Regions from separate parts of the Mus musculus genome. Here regions 1 and 2 are each linked to region 3. Evidence: chromatin contacts called from public HiCAR-type and promoter capture Hi-C data. All regions are on one chromosome and are shown on one strand. The core of a region is the stretch at or near the end of the contact, and the rest is flanking DNA. Distances in the headings are between cores, read along the strand shown.

The links. Promoter capture Hi-C pulls out the DNA fragments that hold promoters and counts their contacts. HiCAR-type assays count read pairs that join an accessible place to other places.
Region 1: a contact with region 3 is called in a promoter capture Hi-C map of macrophages, with 6 read pairs. The contact joins the promoter of Mrc1 here to the promoter of Stam in region 3. A contact is called at or near these places in 2 of 39 promoter capture datasets (macrophages and pre-B cells) and 3 of 9 other capture datasets (adipose tissue, liver and pancreatic islet).
Region 2: a HiCAR-type map of embryonic stem cells shows a contact between it and region 3, with 4 times the contacts expected there. The contact joins the enhancer-like site here to the promoter of Stam in region 3. A contact is called at or near these places in 5 of 39 promoter capture datasets (the 3T3-L1 cell line, the C10 cell line, embryonic stem cells and 2 more), 4 of 115 datasets of contacts at active chromatin or transcription factors (cardiomyocytes, embryonic stem cells, extraembryonic endoderm stem cells and 1 more) and 1 of 9 other capture datasets (pancreatic islet).

The regions. Positions count from the first base shown.
Region 1 is chr2:14,227,029-14,231,786 of GRCm38.p6, forward strand. It overlaps Mrc1 (mannose receptor, C type 1), which reads left to right and starts at 2,386. Exons shown (of 30, transcript NM_008625.2): 1 at 2,386-2,545. The coding sequence starts at 2,485.
Region 2 is chr2:14,293,446-14,298,195 of GRCm38.p6, forward strand. It overlaps Mrc1 (mannose receptor, C type 1), which reads left to right. Exons shown (of 30, transcript NM_008625.2): 14 at 1-88; 15 at 1,355-1,499. Among named protein-coding and RNA genes, the nearest start is that of Mir511, 35 kb to the left of the region's middle. Within about 2 kb of position 2,141, at least 15 of the 459 cell types and tissues checked have an H3K27ac peak or open chromatin away from gene starts, as enhancers often do. A contact at or near this core is called in embryonic stem cells, where this site is marked.
Region 3 is chr2:14,071,795-14,076,795 of GRCm38.p6, forward strand. It overlaps Stam (signal transducing adaptor molecule (SH3 domain and ITAM motif) 1), which reads left to right and starts at 2,306. Exons shown (of 14, transcript NM_011484.3): 1 at 2,306-2,542. The coding sequence starts at 2,503. Stamos (signal transducing adaptor molecule (SH3 domain and ITAM motif) 1, opposite strand) reads right to left here and starts at 2,140. Exons shown (of 2, transcript NR_038162.1): 1 at 1,789-2,140.

The sequences.
Region 1 (4,758 bases), core at 1,136-3,635, 160 kb after region 3:
ACTTGAGATCCATCCCATGTGTAGTCACCAAACCCTGACACTATTACTGATGCCATGTTGTGCTTGCAGACAGGAACCTAGAATGGTTGTCCTCTGAGAGGCTTCACCAGCAGGTGACTGAGACAGAAGCAGACACTTAACAGCCAACCATTGGACTAAGGTCATGGACCCCCCATGGAAGAGTTAGAGGAAGGATTGAAGGAGCTAGAGGGGATGGCAACCCCATAGGAATTACAACAGTGTCAACTAACCTAGCCCCCTGGGAACTCCCAGAGACTGAACTACCAACCAAAAGCATATGTGTGCTGGTCTGTGGCCCCTGGCACATATGTAGCAGAGGCCTGACTGCCTTATATGACCTCAGTGGGAGAGGATGGTCTTAATCCTGTAGAGACTTGATGCCCCAGGGAAGGGGAATGTGGGGGGAGGTGAGGTGGGAGAGTTGGGGTGGGGGTAGGGTGATGGGGGTGGTGGGGGAGCACCCTCTCAGAGGCAAAGGGTATGGGGTGAAGAACTCTTGGAGGGAGGACAGGGAGGGAGCAATGTTTGAAATGGAAATAAATAAAATAATTAAAAAAAAAAAACCCGAGCTCTGAAATGGATGCTTCAAGGATTTGAAGAGACACCAGAAGTGAAAAACGTGCTATTTTCCCACAGTTCCTGGCAATACAAAGATTGTTTTAAGGCCTATGGAAATTCCTCTTCCTCCGTTACCTGAAATTACAGATTTGTGTTGACTTGCTCACCCCTCCTAACCTGATAAAATCTTCCAATAAGATAAAAATGATGGAGACAAATCCTTTGTGGGATGTTGGACTTCACTTTATATCACATCCAGCGTCTCGTTACTGATTCTGATTTTATTCCTGTGCATGTAAGACACGTTGACATAATAAAACCATGGATATACAGATGCCTGCAATTCAGTTAACTCTTTTTTTTCCTCTTCAAATAAGTCAAAGCAAACCCCAATTAGGCAAAACAATTTGAATGGCTTGCATTTAAAAGACCAATTAAAACATTTTTTGGTCAGCAAGCATGATGGGACACACTTATAATCCCAGCTCTCAGAAAGTCAAAACAGAGGAACCAAGAATTCAAGGCCAGCCTGCGCTACAAACGCAAGACTGTTTCGGTGTTCCTGTGATAAGTCAGTTACGCAGTGATTGAAAAGGAAACGTTTGCAGCCTCTCACCAGTTGTGGGAGAATTTTCTTTGTCAGTTAAGCCTTGATAGAATGAAAAAGAACGGTGGGTCCCTTCTCAGAATCTTCCTAATTTAGGCTTTTTAAAAAGAAAATTCTTGAGAGAAACCACAGCTTATTGGGAAATGAGTGTGTACCTGCCTCAGCGTGGATGGGTCTGAACAGCTTTTCACTTGAAGGTAAACCATCTGTTTACAACTTCTAAGTCGCCAGTGTTTCCAGAGCTTCTTTTTGAAACGATGACATTTCCCACGCTCCAGTTTCAGGTCTTCCCTGACTAACCACAAATATCCATTTCTAAATATTCTTAATTCTTGTTGAACGTCTGGAAAAAAAAAATCAGTGTTTAGGTGGGTTGTGTGGTGCTTTGTGAACGACCCTGCAAAATCATGAAGACGAAACCCCACTGTCATCGAATCAACAAGCAACTTTTGGACTCAAGCCAGGCTTTCTTTTGCAAGAGAGAGAGAGAGGTCTTCCCTTTTTCAAACTCTGAGGACTGTAATGGTTGAGGCCTGGCAGCGAACCGACAACAAAGCTATTGCCACTATTTCCTCTGGCTTTCTAAGGAAAGCTGCTAGAACTTTCTATCCCTGGGCTTCATTGAGGTTGTCTTAAAATTAACTTCTGTCATTTTCCTTCTAGAGACAGGGGCAAAACTCTACGTGAACCATACCTTTGATCCTTTCCAAGGAGTGTGTGTGTGTGTGTGTGTGTGTGTGTGTGTGTGTGTGTGTGTGTGTGTTGGTGCTCGGGCTCTAAGCCTGAGCAGGAAGAGCTTCTGATGCTTTCCAGCGAGTGTCCTCCCTTTCTGACTGTAGAATTGTGGGTGAGAGCCTCCACAGCTGCCTCCTGGAGACTTTTTCCCACCCAGATAATGGCCTCCGTTTGGTTACTGCCCAGCACCTGTGGAGAGCTCAGCAGGGCTGCCTCTCCCTGCTGCTCATGGCCTGGGTCCTCACTTCTCCCCACTTCCTGCGTTTTCTCCTCTCCTACACATGTTCCTCTCTCCCCTTCCTCCTGTGCCTTAGCTTACGAAGCAAAGTTGTAACTTTGAATTCCTGTTTTTCTAACCGCCCCCATGTGACAGGATATCTCTCAATTGGAGGGTTTTCCTAAATTCAGGAGTCCTTTAAAAGGGACAGCTTCCTCTGTCCTCCTTTTCAGTCAGGCAGCTCCCAGACCTTGGACTGAGCAAAGGGGCAACCTGGGGACCTGGTTGTATTCTTTGCCTTTCCCAGTCTCCCTCTTCTCCCTCATTGGAAGATCCACTCTGGGCCATGAGGCTTCTCCTGCTTCTGGCTTTTATCTCTGTCATCCCTGTCTCTGTTCAGCTATTGGGTAAGTCTGTTTTGAGGTGGGGGCTTTGCATACCATTTTGTTTGAAGTTTATGCTAAAAGTCCTGTGTACATCTGGAAGAGGAATTGAGCGATCTGTGTTTTTACCTGACCTTCATCAAGCTTGCACTTGGCTTTGACCTGAACACACCAGGGTGGGAGTTGAGCTAGAGTCAGGCGATGCTGTTGCTCTCTGTTGTTAGATGTTGTCCAAGATGAAGCCCCCCAGCACCTCCGTCCTCCTGAGGACATCATGTCTGGGTATTTCTACCTGGTTTGTGCAATGCCTTCTTGTTTTGTTGCTTGCCCTAGTTCTAGTTTCCAGTTTATGCCGTTGCTATCCTACTCCCAATAGATAGCGCTGAGTATCTCGGGTGGGGAAAGAGGAACTTGCAGCCCCTCGTCCTAGATGCAAATTGATAAGGAGAGGACGCGGGGATTCTCACACTCGACTTTTCCCGTGAGCCGTTTCATTCATAATTTCTATTGCTAGAAAGTCCGCCCTTTTCTGCTTCCAGAATTGTTCATATTGTCTCACAGGTGGATGTGTTCGATGCTGAAGTCTGAAAGTGGTTGATATGTCCGTAGGAACAGATCAGGGCTCTTTAGATGCGCAAGGGCATTGCTGAGTCAGCGTTTCTCTGGATTCTTAAGCACCAGTATGGAAGGGACTGGGAGAGTTTGCACTCCCAGGTCTATTTCGAGACTATTTTGGCTTTTCAACACCCTTCACTTCCATCAGACAACTAAAGCCTGCTGGACACAGTTCGTACCCTTGGTCTTAGCCGAAGTCCTGTGGTGACGCTGATGCCAGGAAATTCTCTAGGGAACTGTATGATAAAGATTTTCTCAGTTTTCTTAGGAATGTTTCCCTCCTTGAGACAGCAGGATGCCTCCCTAATGCCGTTCTCTTCGTGACTACAAATACTGGGACAGAGTGTGAGGTCTTGTGGGTCACTTGGTGGACCCAGTTACAGGGACACAAAATGTGAGGTCTTTCAGCTCTCTCTAGAGAGTAAAAGGCGAATATAAATGGGCACAGGAGAGTCCCTTCCAGATCCAGATGTCTTTGTGTTACTTGAGAACCTGTGATTTCTCAGCTCCTCACTGGGGGTTGGATTCTAGACTTGTAATCTGTGGTAGATCCACACCCTCAGACTCTTTTTACCATTTATTTATTTCAAAACAATGTTTTATTATGCTTATTGCATTTTGGTGTGAGTGTGCCATAGAAGTTCATGTGGACGTCAGAAGACATTCCACCATGTGGGTCCCAGGGATCAAATCTAAGTTGTCAGGCCTGGCAGGCAGCACCTTTATCTGCTGAGCCACCTCTGGTCTAAGGGTCAGCTGTGCTCATTTTATCTTCTCTTGGTCTCAATAGCCCAAGTCCCTAAGGATAAAGCCAGAACATTTGCTTAGTCAACAGCTGATTAAAGGACTCCTGAGTTCTCAGGACTGCCTTTCCTGGATCCCCATCAACTCACAAGACCTATGAGAAGATCCTTTGCTACCTGATATACTACAACCCAAGGGAACATTCCAGCCCAATGTCACTGTATGCACTGGGGCACTGATGTCACTGATAGGTTAGCTGTGATTGGAGTCTGTAGAGGTTAATAGAGGAGCTCCCTGGCCCTCCTTGCTCTGCTGTCCTGCTTCTCAGGCATTATTGGCAGTGTTTAAGCATCAGTATATAGGTGGGGAATTATCATTAATGAGAGACATTGGACACTGACCGTGGACTAAGCAAAGAAATATAATTTGGTGGGTTTGGCTCATGGGCAATGGTGTGCTAGTAGACAAAATGACTTTTATTTTATTTTTTTTGTAGGAAAAAACAAAACAGAAAAGACTAGCTGATTCATAGCATTTGCTGATTTTTTTATTCCCATCATGGTTCACTACCAATTACCACTCTGAGGCCATGTAAGCAGAGTTGGAAAGGGAAGCAAGCAACAGACTCTACTTGGTTGGTGCCACAAGGCAACCGGGGCACTTTTCCATATCTTAGGACACAGCAAAGCAGGGTGTCACATGATGCGAAGTTCATTCCTAAGAAAGGAGAAGAAGTCATGCTATGAGGGAAAACCTCAGGCTCATGACTCATTAGCACAGGTGCCATCTTGGATTCTGATGATGTCAATAGGCTTGGGCAGTTAAGTGCTTAGGTTATTGCTTAGCAGGTGGAAGCCAACCCAGGATACCACTCGCTT
Region 2 (4,750 bases), core at 891-3,390, 220 kb after region 3:
GAGCAGTGGAAGCTACCATGAGCTGTTTTGGTTGGGACTGACCTATGGAAGTCCTTCAGAGGGGTTCACCTGGAGTGATGGTTCTCCCGTAAGTAGTTTTAAATCTCTCTCTCTCTCTCTTTTTTACCCTGTAGTGTATTTATTTTGGCATTATTATTTGGACTTATTGGTGTTTTATCAAGATATGTCATTAAGACAGTTGGAGACATTTTTATGTAAGATAAATACAAGTTTAGTATACACTGTCCAGCCCTGGCCTCCACATACTTTAAGCATAGTTGTGGATGAGAATAACCTAAGGAATGAAAAACCATGCCTCCCAGTTTATACCAAATGACTCAATTCTACACAAAGCCAGCATGTAGATGATTAAATATCTTCAAAGCTCTTTTGCAGGTGCCTTTAGTTCAGTGAAACTGGACACAACTTTGGTAGCCATTAGAGTCAGATGGACTTCTCCAAATTTGAGAAATGGGAAGCTCTGGCTTTTGCTAGCAACATTTAGCAGTCCTGGTCATCCTGGGAAAGGATGTTTTATGATATTAACACTATTTTCTCTTGGAACCCACAGGCATCTTCCAAGGTACTTGTTTAAGTGACATGGTTTCTTTGGTGGCTGCATCGGTGTCTGGATTTCATGTTTATGGAAAACTGATCATAATTCTTAATCCAGACCCCTTCAGACTCTGATCACTGAAAACTACCCACATTCCCAAGTTGTTTCCATTGTTCATTTTGGCAAAGGCTGGTCGTTCAGTTAGTCACATTTTATAAGACTTTTTCTTCTCTAATTATTTTTCTGTAGCCTGTGTAATAGATGAAAAGCTTCCAACAACTTACTGAAATATCATCCCTTAAGAACAGGCTGTAAATTTAGGAAATTGCGACTACCGACTGAGATATGGAAGTTTCTTGCTAACTTTTTCCTACATATAAATCCCATTGCTTGTGGCCCTGGATTCATTCTATTTAATGGGAATAAAGGAAATGTTATAAAAACCAATTCCCTACTCTAGTCTGCTTAAAAGTTTCCATGTAATAAAAGCTGTTTCTTTCTCACCCATGTCCATAAAATGTGCTTCCATAGCTAAAAGTAAAAAGCAAATGAATGAAGAATCCAAACAGCCCCTCTTTTTCCTTTCCCAATTTGAATTTGCACTGGTGTGGTATACGTGGTTAATATCTGCAGCCTAATGTGGTGTTCGTGGTATATCTGCAGCCTAATGTGGTATACGTGGTATATCTGCAGCCTAATGTGGTATACGTGGTATATCTGCAGCCTAATGTGGTGTTTCTAGCACAGCATAGCAACCTGGTGTTGTGGTTCAGATCAAGTGTGATGTTTCCACCATAGGTTTCCTATGAAAATTGGGCTTACGGTGAACCAAATAATTACCAAAATGTTGAATATTGTGGTGAGCTGAAAGGTGACCCTGGCATGTCCTGGAATGATATCAACTGTGAACACCTCAACAACTGGATTTGTCAGATACAAAAAGGTACAAATCTGTCCCCTCTTTTTCTTACATTACAGAGCTAGCCTTCTGATACCCCAATTTGTTTCCTCCATTGGCACAAACAAACAAAAATACCAGCATCAGGGAACTGTGGGGCCCTTATTTCACAGGATAAGAATGGGGACGTTGGAAACAGATAAGTGTTCCAAAGGAACAGAAGATCAAAAGGCCACCAAGAATCCTGGATTAGAGTCACGTCCTTAAAAACATTCCCATCAGCAGCCGGGACTCTGGCCATCCACTGCAGCTGCAGGGGCTAATGGGAGACCTGCCCTTTAGTGCTGTAGAAAGGCAATGCAGTTTTGCTTTCTGGAACTTTCACCCTCTGACCTTCTATTTTATCCCTGAAACAGGTACAAGCTCCCTTCAACCTGATATTTTAATATCCATAACACAGAACCAGCAGTATAGGGAAGGCCGTGGTGTTGTGGGACTCACATGATATTATTTATGATATCTTGGAAATTAGAGCAAAGACAGGTTAGGCATTGTGGTCAGAGGAGCTGGGTTATGACACCGAGGAAACAAGCTGACCCTTGAATTAAAACATATTGACGCCATAGCAATAAGAGGATGGAACCACATTGCCCTCTGCTGTTGGGGAATCATGGCCGCTGCCCCCATTCTGCAGTTAAGAGACCCGGTACTGCCCTCTGCTGGCTGGATGCACATGTTTCCACATTCTGGATTAGTATCCTTTTGAATTTAAATTTAAAAACAGTCTCCTGCTGCCTGCCAGTGACTCACTGTGGCCTCTTTATGTTGTTAGTAGCTTTGTTTTACTCTGGCAGATAGAAAATATGTTACAGGTCGCCATCTTGGTTCCGGGACTCAGCAGAACTTAGGAAATTAGTCTGAACAGGTCAGAGGGTGCGCCAGAGAACCGGACAGCTTCTGGGACGGGCGGAAGCACAGAGCTGCTGAGGCAGCAGCCTGGGCGGGCCGCAGACAACCGGCCACCATCCGGACCAGAGGACAGGTGTCCACCTGGCTTGGGAGGCGGCCTCAGCCTCAGCAGCAGCGGTCGCCATCTGGGTTCCGGGACTCCGCGGGACCTAGGAAATTAGTCTGAACAGGTTAGAGGGTGCACCAGAGAACCGGATAGCTTCTGGGACGGGCGGAAGCACAGAGCTGCTGAGGCAGCAGCCTGGGCGGGCCGCAGACAACCGGCCACCATCCGGACCAGAGGACAGGTGTCCGCCTGGCTTGGGAGGCAGCCTCAGCCTCAGCAGCAGCGGTCGCCATCTTGGTTCCGGGACTCAGCAGAACTTAGGAAATTAGTCTGAACAGGTTAGAGGGTGCGCCAGAGAACCGGACAGCTTCTGGGACGGGCAGAAGCACAGAGCCGCTGAGGCAGCACTCTTGGCGGGCCACAGGCAGCCGGCCACCGTCCGGACCAGAGGACAGGTGTCCGCCTGGCTCGGGAGACGGCCTCAGCCTCAGGAGCAGCGGTCACCATCTTGGTTCCAGGACTCCCTGGAACTTAGGAATTTAGTCTGCACAGGTGAGAGTCTGCACCACAGAAGCTGACAGCTTCTGGGAACTGCCAAAGCAACACAGCTTCTGAGAGAGGCCCTGTTTTGGGCCTTCTTCTTCGACCAGGAGGAGGTCCAAAAACAAGATATCTGCGCACCTTCCCTGTAAGAGAGCTTGCCAGCAGAGAGTGCTCTGAGCACTGAAACTCAGAGGAGAGAATCTGTCTCCCAGGTCTGCTGAGAGACGGTAACAGAATCACCAGAAGAACAATCTCTAAACAGAGTCAACTATAACTACTAACTCCAGAGATTACCAGATGGCGAAAGGTAAACGTAGGAATCCTACTAACAGGAACCAAGACCACTCACCATCATCAGAACCCAGCACTCCCACTTCACCCAGTCCAGGGCACCCCAACACACCCGAAAACCTAGACCTAGATTTAAAAGCATATCTCATGATGATGGTAGAGGACATCAAGAAGGACTTTCATAAATCACTTAAAGAAATACAGGAGAGCACTGCTAAAGAGTTACAAGTCCTTAAAGAAAAACAGGAAAACACAATCAAACAGGTAGAAGTCCTTACAGAAAAAGAGGAAAAAACATACAAACAGGTGATGGAAATGAACAAAACCATACTAGACCTAAAAAGGGAAGTAGACACAATAAAGAAAACTCAAAGTGAGGCAACACTGGAGATAGAAACCCTAGGGAAGAAATCTAGAACCATAGACTCGAGCATCAGCAACAGAATACAAGAGATGGAAGAGAGAATCTCAGGTGCAGAAGATTCCATAGAGAACATCGGCACAACAATCAAAGAAAATGGAAAATGCAAAAAGATCCTAACTCAAAATATCCAGGAAATCCAGGACACAATGAGAAGACCAAACCTACGGATAATAGGAGTGGATGAGAATGAAGATTTTCAACTCAAAGGACCAGCAAACATCTTCAACAAAATTATTGAAGAAAACTTCCCAAATATAAAGAAAGAGATACCTATGAACATACAAGAAGCCTACAGAACTCCAAATAGACTGGACCAGAAAAGAAATTCCTCCCGACACATAATAATCAGAACAACAAATGCACTAAATAAAGATAGAATACTAAAAGCAGTAAGGGAAAAAGGTCAAGTAACATACAAAGGCAAGCCTATCAGAATTACACCAGATTTTTCACCAGAGACTATGAAAGCCAGAAGAGCCTGGACAGATGTTTTACAGACACTAAGAGAACACAAATTCCAGCCCAGGCTACTATACCCAGCCAAACTCTCAATTACCATAGATGGAGAAACCAAAGTATTCCATGACAAAACCAAATTCACACATTATCTCTCCACGAATCCAGCCCTTCAAAGGATAATAACAGAAAAAAACCAATACAAGAATGGGAACAACGCCCTAGAAAAAACAAGAAGGTAATGCCTCAACAAACCTAAAAGAAGACATCCACAAGAACAGAATGCCAACTTTAACAACAAAAATAACAGGAAGCAACAATTACTTTTCCTTAATATCTCTTAACATCAATGGTCTCAACTCCCCAATAAAAAGACATAGACTAACAAACTGGCTACACAAAAAAGACCCAACATTTTGCTATTTACAGGAGACACATCTCAGAGAAAGAGATAGACACTACCTCAGAATAAAAGGCTGGAAAAAATTTTCCAAGCAAATGGTATGAAGAAACAAGCTGGAGTAGCCATCCTAATATCTGATAAGATTGACTTCCAACCCAAAGTCA
Region 3 (5,001 bases), core at 1,056-3,555:
TTCAGTATTTTAGGTAATATGGCAAGTTAACCCCAAAATACAAAGCCATGCCACCTTTTATATTTGCCTTTTCTTGTACATATAACATTTCTTATTTTTAAAACCTCTATTTCATAGCATATTACATAATAAAGATCCCCAATAGCAAAGTCATTCTTCTATGTCAGAATACATGGTTAATGTTATCCATACTAATATATGTTATTTCTGATTTTCACATATTGATGATTCAAATTTGAAAAGTAGTGTTTTGCTAGGTAACAACCTAACAATTTGATTTTATTACTGGATTAGAAGCATGCCCAAATATATTTTCATAACCATCTGGCTCTGAGTCAGGGCAATTATGATAAGGTACTTAAGGCACTGGCCCATCATTTTAAATGGATAAGTTGACACTTAATTCTGTCAGCGCAGTAATCAAGAGAAAAGTCTATTGAGAGACGATGCTCTGCTTCCCATACCAATAGTGGGAAGATTTTATACTTCTCATAATGACACAAAAGCACTTCAAAAATCTTAAGAAAATGGTGGCGTTAATGTCTGACATTTGTCACATTTTTATATTTTAACTCCACCCCTTTGAAAGAAAAATTATGCTCATTAAGTTACTCAGAAAATATTTTCGTTCAGGTTGTTTAAAATTGTAGAATTTTTTCACATATATTTGAAGGCTTTTTTTTTTTTCTTTTTCAGTGCCAAGGTCAGAACCCAGAGCCTCTCACATTCTAAACAAGTACCCCATCACTGAGGCTCATCCTCAGTCAGTCTTTAAAGCCTTTTAAACTCTTATCCACTCAGATGTCTATGTAAATACACATCTATGCTCTTACTTTCAATGGCCAAATAAGTACAATTATAACTATTGATTCCACTTGAGTGCTTACTATATGCTAGACACTATTACAGGGGATTTGCTTCTAGTAATTTATTTCATCTTCAATGGTTTGTCATTTCCGTTTCTTATTTATGAGGAAACAGACAGAGGAGTTTGTCCAATCTCTTTAATGTCGGACAGTTTAGCGGTCATCAAAACTTTGATATTGTAAACAACGCTGCCATTAATATCTTGGTTCATGTTTTAAAAGACTGTAAGATTTAAAATTCAGAATAACTGGAACCAGAGGCACATTTCCAAAAGCTGGCTATATACTTCCCATCCTTTCTCTTAAGAATGCTGTAATTTATACCCCATCAGGCAACTTTGTTTCCCATCCCTTGGATTCTTTTAGTTTTAAATGACTGAAAACGTTAACCGATGCTTTAGTTTGCTCCTCTTCCTCCAAAATTCGACTTTAACTGTTTAGTAAGCAAGCTGTTTGTACTGTTATACAAATCTTGTTGACATGTTTATAAGCTTCCCTTTTTGTAAGGGTCCCTATTTGGGCACTTTTTACCGAATCTCAGTGCATGTGCAAGACCGACTTGCTAACTTTACGTAATATTTCCAAGAGATGATTCTTTAGATTTCACATGATTTAGAGGACAATGTGTGTGTGTGTGTTGGGAGCTGGGGAGGGGGCGTGCGTTACATACATATGTACAAATTAGATCACCAAATCAACATTTTAAGTTGCCAAGAGTCCTCATCAATGTCTGGCTCCATTTTTCATGTGTGTGTGTGTGTTTTTTTTTTTTTTTCAATTTCTGCCGTTGGGTGTGCGTGCTTATCTCAGGCTGAGAAGGTCTAATCTTCTCAGGGACTCAGTGACTGCACGTTTAGTCAGTCGGAGCCCACACCCAGGAAGGCTCCCTCTGATCTCAGGCTGGGGAATGAGCCAGCGTTACCTCAGCCTCTCGAGAGGCTGTGCGCCTCGACACTCCCTCCAAGGGATTCAGGCCAGCTCCACCAGCTCACATGACTCCAATCCCAGCAACTTCCATGAACCCTCGACGAGCGCGCTCAACATTTTCCTCGGGTAACCCAAAGGACTGCCTGACTTTCTAGAGGGATTGCAACATCACAACAACCCATCGAATAAACCCAAGGAGTTAAAAATTAAGGGTTTGGCTGGACCCAAACTGAACCCTCTCCCTCTCCCAGTCTCTTATTCACTCTAGAGGCTCTTAGTCGGCCTCGGTGCGCCTGAAGGACCTCGTCCTCCCGAGACGCCCGGGGACATGGAAAAGCCGAGAACCTAGCCGCTAACCCCACGGGCACGCGGGAACTCAGCAGAGGAAGAGACAGCGGCGGCTCATCGCGTGGGCCTCGGCGGAGGCGGCGGGCTCTGGCCAGACCCGGAGCGGGCAGTGTTCAGGCAGCGCTCAAGTCGCCTACATTCCCGACACGCCCCGCGCGGGGGCCTGTTCCGCTTCTCGGCTGTTGCCGCCGCCGCCGCCTCTGTTGCTGGGGTGGGTGAGAGGAGGGGCTGAGAGGGACCCTGCACTGGCAGGCAGGCGCCCTTGCTGTGTTTGTACCTGAGGGGCCTCCTTTCTCCGTCACCCCTAGAGTGCCGCGGGGTCGAGGGGCAGTCCCCGGGGACACCTCGGCACGCAGCGGACATGCCTCTCTTTGCCACCAACCCCTTCGACCAGGATGTTGGTAAGTGTTTTCACCGCCCCCCGTGGGTGCCCCCCGAGACTGCGAGCCCGCGCCGACTCCCGTCCCACTGCGTTCGTTCATTCTGGATTCCCGAGGCCGAGCCCACGTTCTTCTCTCCCGGGGCCCCTTCGTTCAGAGTTGGGAGAGGGTTGAGCGCTTGGCGCATCCTCTTTGGAAGAAATGGGACTTAGAACCTCTCTAATGGGCCTTGGTAAGGGACTTGGGGAGGGGGAGCTTTGAAGGAATCGCTTAAGGGATTCGGGGTAAAGGGTTGCCTCGGGAGGAACAGACGACGAAGCCATCTGCCGCTGGGGCATGGCTTCTGGGAGAAGAGCGAAGGACAGACGTATCTTGGCTTAAGCAGATTGATTATATGCTCTATCGCCAAAGTATTTGCCTGGCCCAATGGAACTGGCAGAATGTTTTAGGTAAGGTTACTTAAAGGGTTTTTTAAATAGCCCTATAACGGTCCCTGGAGGAGAGAGGTCTGGTTACGTACTGGTAGGTTGAAATGTTGGAAGAGATGGAGATGGATTACTTGGCAACAACTGAAAACGCAGACATGAGCCTTTGGGATGCCTTTTTCAGGCTGGGCCTCTGCCTTTGGGGAAGTGTGGAAGAGGATTTTGATTCTAGGATGGGGTCTGAAATGCTAAATTTTTTGTTGTCTGAATCATTGGTATTAGGTACCAAGCATACCAATTTAACAGGTTAGCTATCTATTTTTCAGACCTGATTTGAATTTCTTGAAAGAATTTTGGGATGTTTTTGAATGCATTACATTGAACTACACTGGCAGCATAGTGTGGAATGAAAGCGAACCAATACCATCCAGTCCCACAGGCTGAATTTAAGCATAACTGTAGTAAAAGAATGTAAGGATAACTTGTGAGAGTTACTTTATGAATTTTGTTTATTAGAGGTGAATTTTACATTTTGCCAACTGGAGAAAATGTACTATTACTGCCGCTTCCTGCCTGGTTCATAGTGATTCAGTTGAATGTCCTGAATCTGAGCTGTGGATGGAACTTTAGAAATCATCAATAGTGCTAAATAAGTAATGAATTGGGAAATTGTGTTTAATAAGTGCTTAGCACCAGTACTTACTGAACACAGTGTTCATTGACAAGAAATGCAACCATGAAGACCATCTCATTGCGGCTCTTTGGCTGTTTTACAATTTGTTACATCAGTCTTTAGGACAAATGCTTATAATAAAACAATATTTGCTGCCTCTGTTCCTGGCACCTATAGTGATCCTATATGATCTTGCTTTCTGCTAATCAGTCACACTTATATTCTCCTGGCTTGTTCCTTTTTGTGGTATTGGAAATGGAACCCAGGGCCTAATATGTATTCTTTCTGTTTTTTTTTTTTGAACTCACATTTGCAGTGGATTCAGATGGATTTCTTGATGTTAAACCTGTTCTTGCTACCTACACCGCCCAGTCCAAACACAGGCCCCTTCTTGCCTTTATACTTTTGTTTCTGTTATTTCATGTGTCTTTCCACACATATGTCCTCATGCTTTAAGGTCAACTTAGAGTCTGACTTGTTGTACCTGAATTATTTGCTGATTCCTGCAACCTGGAGTTTATAAGTAGCAGTGTTACTGACAGTTTGGAATAGATAAAATCCTTAAGGAGGTTATGCTCTATACATGAAGGCTGTTAACTTTGTATTTGCTCTTCACTCAGTGGATGCCAGTAACATCTCACAGCCAGTCATGACTTTAAAAGACATGACTTAATGTCTCGGGGGCTGTTTAAATACAGTGATTTTTCACCTTCCCCATGTTCTACAAATTTCAGCATTTTTGTCTTAAACATTACATATCAATGTGTTCTTTATTTTGCTCCTTGTTTGATGGCTGCTGCATAGTTGGCTTTGAATAAGTGCTTGTTGAGTTGAAACTATGTTAAGCCTGTTAGACATGTTTTTTTAGAAATCACTCTGAATTATAAAGATACTTTGTGCCATCAGGTCCCTACTGATTTGTATTTACCGATCCCAACAGCCAGTTCCTCATCCAGTTTTTTATTGATGTCTTACATTTTTCTTCTGTGCTTTATCCATAGGTTTGTAGGTCATCAGCCCTTTTCTGGTTTTCTGCTTAGCTTTTTAGTGTCCCCTCCCCCACTTTTTTTCAGTGTCTAAATGCTGAGCAGTAATAACAGCTCTTCTCCATTAAGACTTTCTTCTCTTAGAGTCTTATGAGATTTAGTGCTTAGTAGAATTTGGAGTGATTTGCTTAAGTTCAGGTTTCATGCTTGCTGCTTATCAGCAATCTGGCTTTAAGCTAGTTGGTTATTCTCTGCCTTTGTTTCTTTGTCTTTAAATATGGAGTATAAGAATTATAATGTTCCCTTAAATATATTTGCAAAAGCAAAAAACAAACAAAATGTACAGTGTTTCTTAGCTTACAGGGTTGGTAAGAGAATTGAGTCAATATTTAAAAA